Regions from separate parts of the Rattus norvegicus genome. Here regions 1 and 3 are each linked to region 2. The links are chromatin contacts, called in public Hi-C maps. All regions are on one chromosome and are shown on one strand. The core of a region is the stretch at or near the end of the contact, and the rest is flanking DNA. Distances in the headings are between cores, read along the strand shown.

Region 1 (3,307 bases), core at 653-3,152, 240 kb after region 2:
CATCCACAGAGAGAGTCTGGGGACAGTGAAACTCTATCTCAAGAAGGTGAGGGTGTGGAGGGACTTAACCCTTTCTTGAGCTCTAAGGTCAAGAGCAAAGGAAAGGCTGTGGCAGGGGACACAGAGGAATGAAATTACCTGAGAAACTTTGGAGGACTTCTGTTACATCCTGCGATGAGAAGGCCACAGACAAGTGGGGAAAACTGGATGGGGTCTGAGCATGCCCAACGTTGAGTGGGCGTGTGGTACAATCATAAGTGTCTTACTGTCCTCTGGGCAGGACACCCAGTGTCTACTCTAGAGTACCTCTTAGGACCAGGATGGGCTAAATGGCCTCTGCTCCTTGGCAGACCTTTGCTGGGTCTGTGGTAGAACCTGTCCAGTTGCAGGCTTGGAGCCCAGTGCTGTCTAACCTGCTGGGTGAGGGGCTGCCTGCCCGGGCCTGGGGCAGCCCTGGCACTTGGGAGCCCTAGTAGTGCCAACTCTGGCCCTGTAGTACCTCTGAGGCCCCCGTGTCAAGGCAGGCAGCTGGCAGGAGGTCTCCCAGGGCATCGTTTATAGTACCCCCTCCTCCCTAAAGTCTGGCCCCTGTACTTACCAGCATCCCTTTGGCACCTTTTCCTACCATGGTGGCAGTGGGTTGGGGGATCTGGAGATCTGGACCACACCTGCAGACTCCTGCGTTCAGTGCCTCTCAGACAAGAGGCCTCAAGAGCTGTGGGGAAAACAGAGTGAGGTGAGACCAGGCATGCCCTCTGGGCTTTCCAGAACCAGTAGAATGTAAAAGGTTCTGTTTTGTTTTGGGAGGAGGGGGTAAGTAGGGCTGAGGGGGTTCACTGGAGACTAAGAAGTTTATTAGAAAAATTCTCCTAAGCCGGGTGGGGGTGGCGCACACCTTTAACCAAGCACTTTTTTTTCCTTTTTTTTTTTTTCCGGAGCTGAGAACCGAACCCAGGGCCTTGCGCTTACTAGGCAAGCGCTCTACCACTGAGCCAAATCCCCAGCCCCTGGCGCACACCTTTAAACCCAGCACTTCAGACACAGAGGCAGGCAGATCTCTGGGAGTTCAAGGTGAGCCTGGTCTACAGAGTGAATTCCAAGACTGCCAGGGCTAAGTAGAGAAGCCCTTGACAAAACAAATATAAAAACAAAAACAGACAATAGAAAAGTCACTAATGCCACAGACAGATGCATAGAAGGGCATGGTGGGGCCTCTGAAGACAATTCAGGTGCCAGCACCAGAGAGAGGTGGAACAAGGATCTCTAAAGACACCACATGGCGGAAGCGGAAGTCACTTCTTAACTTTTCTGAGCATGGGGTTGGTTTCACAGCCCAAGCCATTCCCAGGCAGGAGGCAGGCAATGGGGACAGGAATATGATAGACACCGAGGTCCAGCGTGGACTTCCCAGGTGAGAACCGGCCAGGATCTCTGTTAGCTAGGGGTTCACAGTATTCCACCATAAACCTGTGGTATCTGTGAGAGGAAGCCTCTGCAGATATTGTGGTCAGAGCGGAGGTTAGATTCTAATGTAACACTCTTAGGATATGGAGCCCACACCACCAGCTAGAAGAACCCAATGTCCCTCTCTCTGTACCCACTCGCTCTGCCAGGCCATTCCTGATCCAGCTCCCTTCTGAATGACCCTGGGGTTCAGCCCTTGCCTCACTGCCTTCTCAGCCCTCCCCCCAGGTCCCTTATTCTCCAGGCTTCCTGTCCCAATGGGCAAAGGTCTATTTTTGACTCTCCAGATGCCCAATCCTATAAAAGATAAAAAAAAAAAAAAATGAACACAGAACTGGGATGGGGTCCAAGTCCCTCATCATCTGTGAGTGACTGCAACCTTTCCCCAGGAAGCAGAGTGGGCGTTCAGCTTGGATCAGTGGCAAGCGCGATGCCTGCCTCCAACCCTAGTGCCTGCCACTCAGCTTGGGCTCGAGGGTGGCTGGGCTTTTGGCCGTGTCACTGGTCATACAGGACACACCAGATGTAGTCACACCTCCTGCCTTTACAACACGGCTATCCAATGGCACTTTGCGAGTCTTTTATCACGAGGCCTGAATGCCATCTCCTTCCCGTGGCCCTCCCAACACTTCTCCAGCAGAATGAGCACACATCTTCCTTTCTGGTTTGTACAAATCTTTACTAGGTCCTTATCACCTCGAGGTACATACATTGGGTCAGAAGCCTATCAGCCCTGAGTCAGTGGTTACCTGAGGGCTTGGAACTGAGTTTCCTTTACTCTTCTGGGCCTAGGTCCTGGCACAGTGGTCAGCTAGCAAGTACAAGCTGAGCTAAACTGAAGGGGACTTGGTGCATCAGAGGTCCTGGAATGAGGTTCTTGCCAACGGGGGTGGGGGTGGGGGTGGGGTGTACAGGAAGCATCTAAGGGCCATGTGGTGGGCAGGTGAGCTGGAGAGGAGGAAGGGAAAACAGGAGGTGCGAGCCGCATGGGGAAGCTCACACCAGCAATGCCAGATGTGGACAGAATACTTTTCAGAAGGATCAACCTTTAGAGAGCCTTGAAGAGTTCTCAAAAGAGTCGTGGGAGGAAAACCTGGGGTTAGGTGGACTAGGTGGTTCAACTCTCACTGGGCCGGGTCCCAGGAAGATGTGGCTCTGCCACTAAGTCTATTCAGAGTCACTTGCTCACCAATAGCCACCTGTCAAAGGCCACCTCTTGCCCACAGGAAGTCACAGAAGTCCCGAGGAAAGGTAGGCCGCTGTTTATTTATACAAATCAGCCCTTGATTCATTAGGTCCTTTGTTGCCCTGGCTTGGTTTCCTCTTCTCTGGGCAGGGATGAGGGGGAAGTAAGCATCCAGTGCCTAGGGCTGGATTCCCCCTCTCAAAGGTATTCACTTAAAGAAGCCATGCTCGCGGCTTTGGTGTTTTGGTGGCAGTTACAAGAGGGCTATGCCCCTCAAAAGGCAATCATACTTTTGAGTTCTTCAATCACTCAACCCTTTGGCAAGTAGACTTGACTTCCCAAAGTTGCCTTTTTACCAAGGACCAATAATGACAAAGATGGGAGCAGGGGTGGGGGACGATATTGTTATGATCCGCCTCCTGGGCTGGAAGTCATGTCCTCTGGGCAGCTCGGTAAACTGAGAATGTCCTCGCTCTGCATCCACAGAGTCTTCTCACCGGGCTACTCTGAGGCTTACAGTTGAGGAGACTCAGAGAGGCCAACAGCTAGCCTGGAAAGCTTGATTGAACTGTTACACCACACATCACACCCAGGCAGTCAGTGGACCAACTGTAGAACAGTTCCTGCCCTCTGGGGGCTTGGGCACCAGCAAGGCTA
Region 2 (3,269 bases), core at 176-2,675:
TATGGGAGAAGTTAGGGATGCTGCAACAGGCTAGCACGTGAGCACCGAGGCTTCAGAGCCTCCCCACCTGACACTGAGTCCTGGCTCTGCAGCTTTGGGCCACTTATGTTCTTACTCTTTGAACCTAAGATTATCAGTGAGATAATCTAAGTAAACCTCTTAGCACTACGCCATGGCGAGCATTCGAAATAGCTGATTACAGGCTCAGTGGGGAAGGACACTTGTCACAAGCCTGCATCCCACACACGATCCCTGAAACACACTTAGTGGAAACAAGAACCGGCTCCAGCAAGTTGTCCTCTGATCTCCATGTGCACTTTTACCCACACATACATAAACACACGCAATATATACATTAATGTCAAAGCACTTTAAAATAGATGTTCCATAATTAAAATAATATCAGTTATCATCAGAGATGGGTAGTAGATTGTTAGTGGGTTATTTTTGTTTGTTGTTTGTTTGGTTGGATTTTATTGGATACAGAGTCTCTCTATGTAGCCCTGGCTGTCCTAGAACTGGCTATGTAGATCAGGCTGCCCTCAAACTCACAGAGTTCCACCTGTCTCTTCCTCTGGGGCGCTGAGATTAAAGGCCTGCACCACTACTGGCTTCTCGATTGTGACTCTTTTTGTCAGTGCTCATGTGAGGCAGTTGGGCAGGATGGTGTTGTTGAGAGAAGCACACTCTGAGATAAAATTCAGTGTGGGATAAGCTCACTAGGACGAGGTTGTGGGAGCAGCTCCTGGGGGAGGCGGAGGAATGCAAGGGACACTCACATAAGAAGTCATGATACGGTCCATTCTCAGTAACGATCTCACTGTACCCGTGGAGACAGGAGTTGAGCTGGTCCTTTTGAATTGGAGGGAAGGGAGTTTGCTTTTATAGTTCCTTGGTCACCACTATTCACAGGCTCAGGGGTGCCCCAGAGAGGGGACATGACCTCAATGCCGACCGTGGCCTTCAGTCCAGAGTGCTGACAGTTGGGAGATTTCTGGCTGCCATGATCACAGCAGCTGGTGAGCACATCTTGTTTCTCATGGGGCATCTGAGTAGCATCCTGCAGTGTCCTGTAGCTCTGCCACGGTGTCCAAGTCACTTGAAAGAGGAATTCGGAACACGTGTCTAACCCATTTGCATTTCTATGACAAAATGTTTAATGTAGGGTCCTAGTTTTCAGGGATGTGGCTCAGAGAGTGCCCACCGAGCATGTACGAAACCCTGTATTCAGTCTCCAGCAACAAATAAACCAGGTTGGGGGGTCAGGAGGCAGGAAGAGCAGAAGTTCAAGGTTGTCCATGACTACCGAGTGAGAGATGACTTTGAACTGGACAGATGACCCAAGCTGGCCTTAGTTCACAGAGCTCTGCCTGCCTTGCCTCCTGAGTGCTGGGATCGAGGTGTTACTCAACACTCTGGGCTCCCAGATTTGCATTATTACAACATGCTCTCTTTGACAAGCATTAACCCCTCGAGAGCACGGTACTCTTAAAACCTAAATGCCACCCCATAGGCTCTACCTCTTGAACTGCCCCACCGCCCGATTCTCAGTACTGCTGTGTTGGGAATAGAGCTGTGGGACATGAACCTGCTCGGGATAAACTATTTCCCGAGCATGTCTAGTGTAAGGAGAGATGGCTTTGGATGGAGTGGAGCGCCTGTGTGTACACACACACCTTTGCACACACACAGGCATATGGAACCCATAGGTTGTCCTCTCCTTTGGTTTTTGAGTCAGGTCTGTCAGTGAACCTGGAGCCTGCCAGCTCTGGGGATCCTCCTGTGTGTGCTTCCCCAGTGCTGGGATTCCAGGCACAAGCTTTACGTGGGTGCTTAGGAATCAGGCCTAGCCGTCATGTGCTTCACATGGTCCCACCTAGCAGAGGGAAGACAGGAAGACCAGGTAGCCCTCACTGCTGTAATACTGCATGGTTCATACTGCCTGGTTCATACTGCCTGGTTCATACTGCCTGGTTCATACTGCCTGGTTCATACCACATGGGTCATACAACATGGGTCATACTCATGGTTCATACCACATGGGTCATACCACATGGTTCATACCACATGGTTCATACCACATGGTTCATACAACATGGGTCATACCACATGGTTCATACAACATGGGTCATACCACATGGTTCATACAACATGGGTCATACCACATGGGTCATACTACATGGGTCATACCACATGGGTCATACCACATGGCTCATAGCTGGAAGGCAGCTTGGTTTTTATCACTGCTGGTAAACCAAAGGTACTTTTAAAACCACATTTTAGATTTCTTAAAGCTGTAAGCTTAAGTCACTGCCAACATAACTTCATTGTTTTCCTTACCTGGGGACATTTAAAAAGACAGAGGGGGAAAAATAAAAATGAAATTAAAAGGCGGGGGAGAGCTAAATTATAGCAGAGGGAAGGAATAGAAGGAAAGACTATAAAACAAATATAAAAAAGATACAAAGCTAATCCGAAGACGCCTTTGCTGCAGGGAGGCAAAACGAGGCAAAAGAGTTTCGTGTTGTGTGCGTGTATGCATGAATGTGTTTGAGTGTGTGGTTTGCAGGGGTGTGCTTGTGTTTGTGTGTGTGTGTTTATTTTTAGATTGAGAAGCCCCAAGCTTGTGAGGAAACCGTGAGAACCAGCTAATCTCTTTCCCTCAACTCCAGCAGGTGACATGATGACAATCGGGGGATCTTGGGTTACAAGGAAACATCCGTGCACACAGCCCTGGCAGCGTCTTGCTCGCTTCAGGTGGATACCACCCACATAGCTCTGGGACTAGAGAAGCCCAGAAGTCATATCAGTTACTTCCCTGTCAGTCAAGGGGGATTAGTGCCCAGGGCAGCTTCTTATTTAGGTAGGTTCATTCCAGTGGGTGAGGACAGGAGAAAGGCATCGGGGCCTGACATGTCTTGTACATCCATAGCTGAGGGTACAGGAAGGAACTGAGGACAGGACCAAGTGACAAGTGACAAGGGGGTTTTCAGAGATGAGGAAGACTTTGAGAAAGATGTGCTGTGACAGGTGGTGTGGCCCACCTCGGGGAAGTGCTCCAGGTGAGTGGAGTCTCAGAAAATTTCTCAAGTTCCAGTGCTGTCTGAGGGACCTGTGAGGAAGAGGAAATGGGGGATAAGGGGGAGGAGGAAGAGGAAATGGGGGAGAAGGGGGAGAAGGAGGAAGTGGGGGATAAGGGAGAGGAGAAAGAGGAAATGGGGGTAAGGGGGAGGAGGAAGAGGAAATGGGGGTTAAGGGGGAGGAAGGAG
Region 3 (3,625 bases), core at 572-3,071, 220 kb after region 2:
AAATGGGTTGGGAGGCAGAAAGGAGGGAGACCCATAAATGTTCGAGGATAAGAGTGAGAAGGAGGCAAGGAAGATACTCTCCGGCCTCAGTTTCTTCATCTGCAAATAGGATCACAACTCCAGCCCGGGACTTGGGGAATAACTATGTAAAACAGGCTCCTTTCTTTCCTATGTAAAGGTCCCATTTGGAGACTCCTCCCGCCCTCTCCCCCCCCCCCCCCACTCAGCATCTTTTGGTATGTCCACATCAGCTCTCAAACCTCATGCAGGTGTGTTTAATAACTGTGGATCTTCAGGGAACGACGTTAGAGCTGGAACTTGGTGTTTGCCTGACCTGCCTGCCTGACCACCCAAGTGTACTTAACCTGTCTTCCTTTTGGCTTCCTATCTTCCTCCCAGCCCACCCTTAACAGCATGGCCTGTAGAAGGCGCTGTCTGGCTCCTCCCCTCTCTGCCCAATTCTCCCAACTGTCAATATCTGAGGCTGACGTGACCCTCTCCGTGCTCAGTCACACAGGAATCAGCAGGCAGAGGGGTGAAGTCCAGGAGCCATAGGGTCACATTGACTTTGCTTTCCTGCCCTTTCCCTCTCCATAGCACACACGGGAAACAATATTACTGGGCAAGGCCATTCATAGCTGAAGGCAGTGGACTAGGGCTCCTGGCAATGTAGGCCAGGCCTGCCTAGGTGTTCCTATGTTAGACACCAGTGCTGGTGAGGTGAGACCTTCAGAATAACTGCAGGCTCCCTCTGCTTCTACTGAATCACCTTTCCCAAGTGCCAACATTCAAGTCAAGAAAACCCTTTTCACTTAAAGAATTTAAAAAACAAACTCTGCCTAAGAACACACGCTAAAATGGCAGTATTTGATGTTATTTTTATTGCACAAGCACAGCATTACTGTACTGGGACCGCAGAGCTAAGATGGTTAGCCTGGGAACCGAGGAATGAATTCTGGCTTTTATTTTAGGTTGTACCACATTTAGTTCTTGTTTTCCTTGGGACCATGTGCTTTTGAGATCAAACAATTAACCTCAGAGCGCTTGGAACGTGACTTATTTATAAGCTGGCTCTCGATGCATGCCCTCTCAAGAATCATTTTGCCTCCCCCACCCCCATCCTCCTTTTCTTTACCGAGACTAGGTCTACTAGCTAGCACAGGTTGGCTTTTAAATTTATGACCCTCCCGCCTCAGCCTCCCACTAGCTGAGATTCCAGGCATGCCACCACAGTCACCTCTTTTCCTGCTTGACGCTTCTCCAGATATGAGTCTCGAAAAAGAAATTCTCCAAAAAAAAAAGGGGGGGGGGACTTTAATCTCAGCATTTAGGAGGCAGAGAGGCAAGAGAATCTCTGTGAGTTCAAAGCTAGCCTGGTTCTACATAAGGAGTTCGGAGCAGCCAGGGCTCTATAAGACCTTATGTCAAAACCAAAACCAACCAAACAAAACCCTTAACTCCTTAACTCCCAACATCTGGAAATATGTAGCGGTTGTTCCCTTGAGTGGACAGTAACTGGCTCGGGGAGAGAGACCCCCTCATCTGCTTCTCCACAGATCTGGCCCCTTGAGCCATTGCTGCTGCTGATCTGTTTTTTATGCCATGTTAGCACATTTCACCTTGGCAGCAATGAGGGAAGGAGTGTAGCCATCCAAATCTGAGGGGCAAACACCCGAGACTTTTCAGGGAGACTTGGTGTCTCCCATAAACATACAGTGGGCCAGTGGCAGACTCAGGACTTGGGGTGTCAGCGCAACTATGAAGTTGGCATGAGATACCAGGGTAGGTGAGGGTGGGGCTGGGATCAGAGTCCACTGTGTCGGGTGCTGCTGGCTGCCACAGAGGCTGTGGAGGCTGGTCATGAGCTTAGACTCAGTCGAGCACAGAAGAGTGTAAAGCAAGTCTGGGGAGAGGGCAAGAAGGGTAAGCAGGGGGAATGGCTGGAAACCTGACTTTCTAGATGCTCTCGCTTTAAAGACTGTCTGTTTGTCTGTCTGTCTATTTTTGTTCAGGTGCTGGAGATCAAACCTGGGACCTCAAGCACTAGGCAAGCTCTACCAAGGAGCCACACCCCAGCCATCCTCTTTCTTGTAGCCTGCTGTCTTCATTCATAAACTGCGAAGTACATCAGGCCACTTTTCAAAGGAACACCTTGGACTAGGAACACTGGCAGAGCACCACTGGCCTAGGACAGAACAAGGCAGAGCCAGGGCGGGCCTGGTGCACGCAGCCCAGCCACCTTCACAACTATTTGGTTTCTTAACCTCAGATGTCAGTCTATAAATCTGAAAACAGAGCTAACAAGTCTTAATGAGAATTATCTAGTAGGTGGGTGACCAGTGCGCCCTTCCTCCTCTAATCAGTGATGCCTGGGCAGCTTTATTCTCCTCTGGTGCTAGGGAATCCAACACAGGGCGGGCTGTAGACGGGCTAGCCAAATCTTCTGCCCAATGGCTCCTTCCGACCGCACTGCTCTCTTAAGGACCATTTCTCAGCCAGACCTGTTGATGCAGGCCTACAATCCTAGCTACTCTAGAGCTTGGGCAGGAGGATCACAAGTTCAAAATGAAAATGTAAAGAGAAGGCTCAGGATAAGCTGCGGGATAAGGCATTTGCCTAGCGTGCATGGCGGGGTAAGGCATTTGCCTAGCATGCATGGACGTGGGCATGGGACAATGTTCAATCACCAGAGTGTGTGTGTGTGTGTGTGTGTGTGTGTGTGTGCGTGGGCATGGGACAATGTTCAATCACCAGAGTGTGTGTGTGTGTGTGTGTGTGTGTGTGTGTGTGTGTGTGTGTGTAGGGAGTTGGCAGGGGAGGGAGGAAGAATGTCTTTCCAGGCTCTCCAGGAGGTGGCAGCAGGGAGCCACTGGGGGTAGGAACTAAGCTAGTTAGGTAGGCCTGGCCCAGCCAGCCCCAGGTGCAGAGCAGGGCCCAGCTGTCCCCTCAGTATGCCTGCCTCCCTAGGGAGATTCTCTGAGAGCTATTCCCCACTGACTTCACTGGCTAAAGTCTCCGGAGCTTTGCCCCAGAGGTAGGCAACACTGTAGCATCTGCCTGGGCTAAGACTGGAATGCAGGATTTGTGCTTTGGGGAGGTCCAGGGATGTCCATCTTCTGCCTTTCGGTCCTGGTCAAGCTGCCCAGTGTGCAGCACACCCCCTGTGTTCATCTGACTGGGTGTGAGTTCTGTCTCCCTCTCTTCCCTATCTCCTCTCGGGGAGTGGCCCATCCCACAACTGAGTGGGATTTGCACTTTCAGGACTGGACTTAGAGGACCTGCTACAACTACAGTGTGCCCAGGGCCATGTGCACCTCTCCTTTGGCCTCCCATCACATAGCAGAGAGAGCACCAAGCCTTTAGGCTGCCGTAGAAGCTGGTGCCATGTGACAGATGCCCTTCTTGTCTCTTTTCTCAGCGTCCCATCTGTTCGCAATCCCAGCCTCAAATTGCCTCCTTGTGGCCTCTGCCTACCTACTCGTGAATTCCTCCTAATTCCTCCTAACCCTTCTCTCCCATGTCTGGGCAGTTGTCATCAGCTCCCCGTGTCTCCATCTCTCAGAAGTCACCACCACCTCAGTGCCAGGGCACCCACTCCTAATATACTCAACTGTTTCCCCACAGA

Evidence for each region. Hi-C and Micro-C count contacts between places; a contact is called where the count stands out from the background.
Region 1: a Hi-C map of liver shows a contact between it and region 2, with 4 times the contacts expected there. The contact joins two enhancer-like sites. A contact is called at or near these places in 11 of 12 Hi-C or Micro-C datasets (the A7r5 cell line, the Rat2 cell line, Schwann cells and 6 more).
Region 3: a contact with region 2 is called in a Hi-C map of liver, with 4 times the contacts expected there. The contact joins two enhancer-like sites. A contact is called at or near these places in 1 of 12 Hi-C or Micro-C datasets (liver) and 1 of 1 datasets of contacts at active chromatin or transcription factors (oligodendrocytes).

Annotation. Positions count from the first base shown.
Region 1 is chr5:136,665,251-136,668,557 of GRCr8, reverse strand. Slc6a9 (solute carrier family 6 member 9) reads right to left here. Exons shown (of 14, transcript NM_053818.3): 2 at 599-715. The coding sequence starts at 628. Among named protein-coding and RNA genes, the nearest start is that of Slc6a9, 6.8 kb to the right of the region's middle. Within about 2 kb of position 1,902, at least 6 of the 93 cell types and tissues checked have an H3K27ac peak or open chromatin away from gene starts, as enhancers often do. A contact at or near this core is called in liver, where this site is marked.
Region 2 is chr5:136,901,012-136,904,280 of GRCr8, reverse strand. All of the region lies in intron 2 of St3gal3 (ST3 beta-galactoside alpha-2,3-sialyltransferase 3), which reads left to right. Among named protein-coding and RNA genes, the nearest start is that of St3gal3, 53 kb to the left of the region's middle. Within about 2 kb of position 1,425, at least 4 of the 93 cell types and tissues checked have an H3K27ac peak or open chromatin away from gene starts, as enhancers often do. A contact at or near this core is called in liver, where this site is marked.
Region 3 is chr5:136,682,882-136,686,506 of GRCr8, reverse strand. All of the region lies in intron 5 of Slc6a9 (solute carrier family 6 member 9), which reads right to left. It also overlaps a transcript of Ccdc24 not described here. Among named protein-coding and RNA genes, the nearest start is that of Ccdc24, 13 kb to the left of the region's middle. Within about 2 kb of position 1,821, at least 9 of the 93 cell types and tissues checked have an H3K27ac peak or open chromatin away from gene starts, as enhancers often do. A contact at or near this core is called in liver, where this site is marked.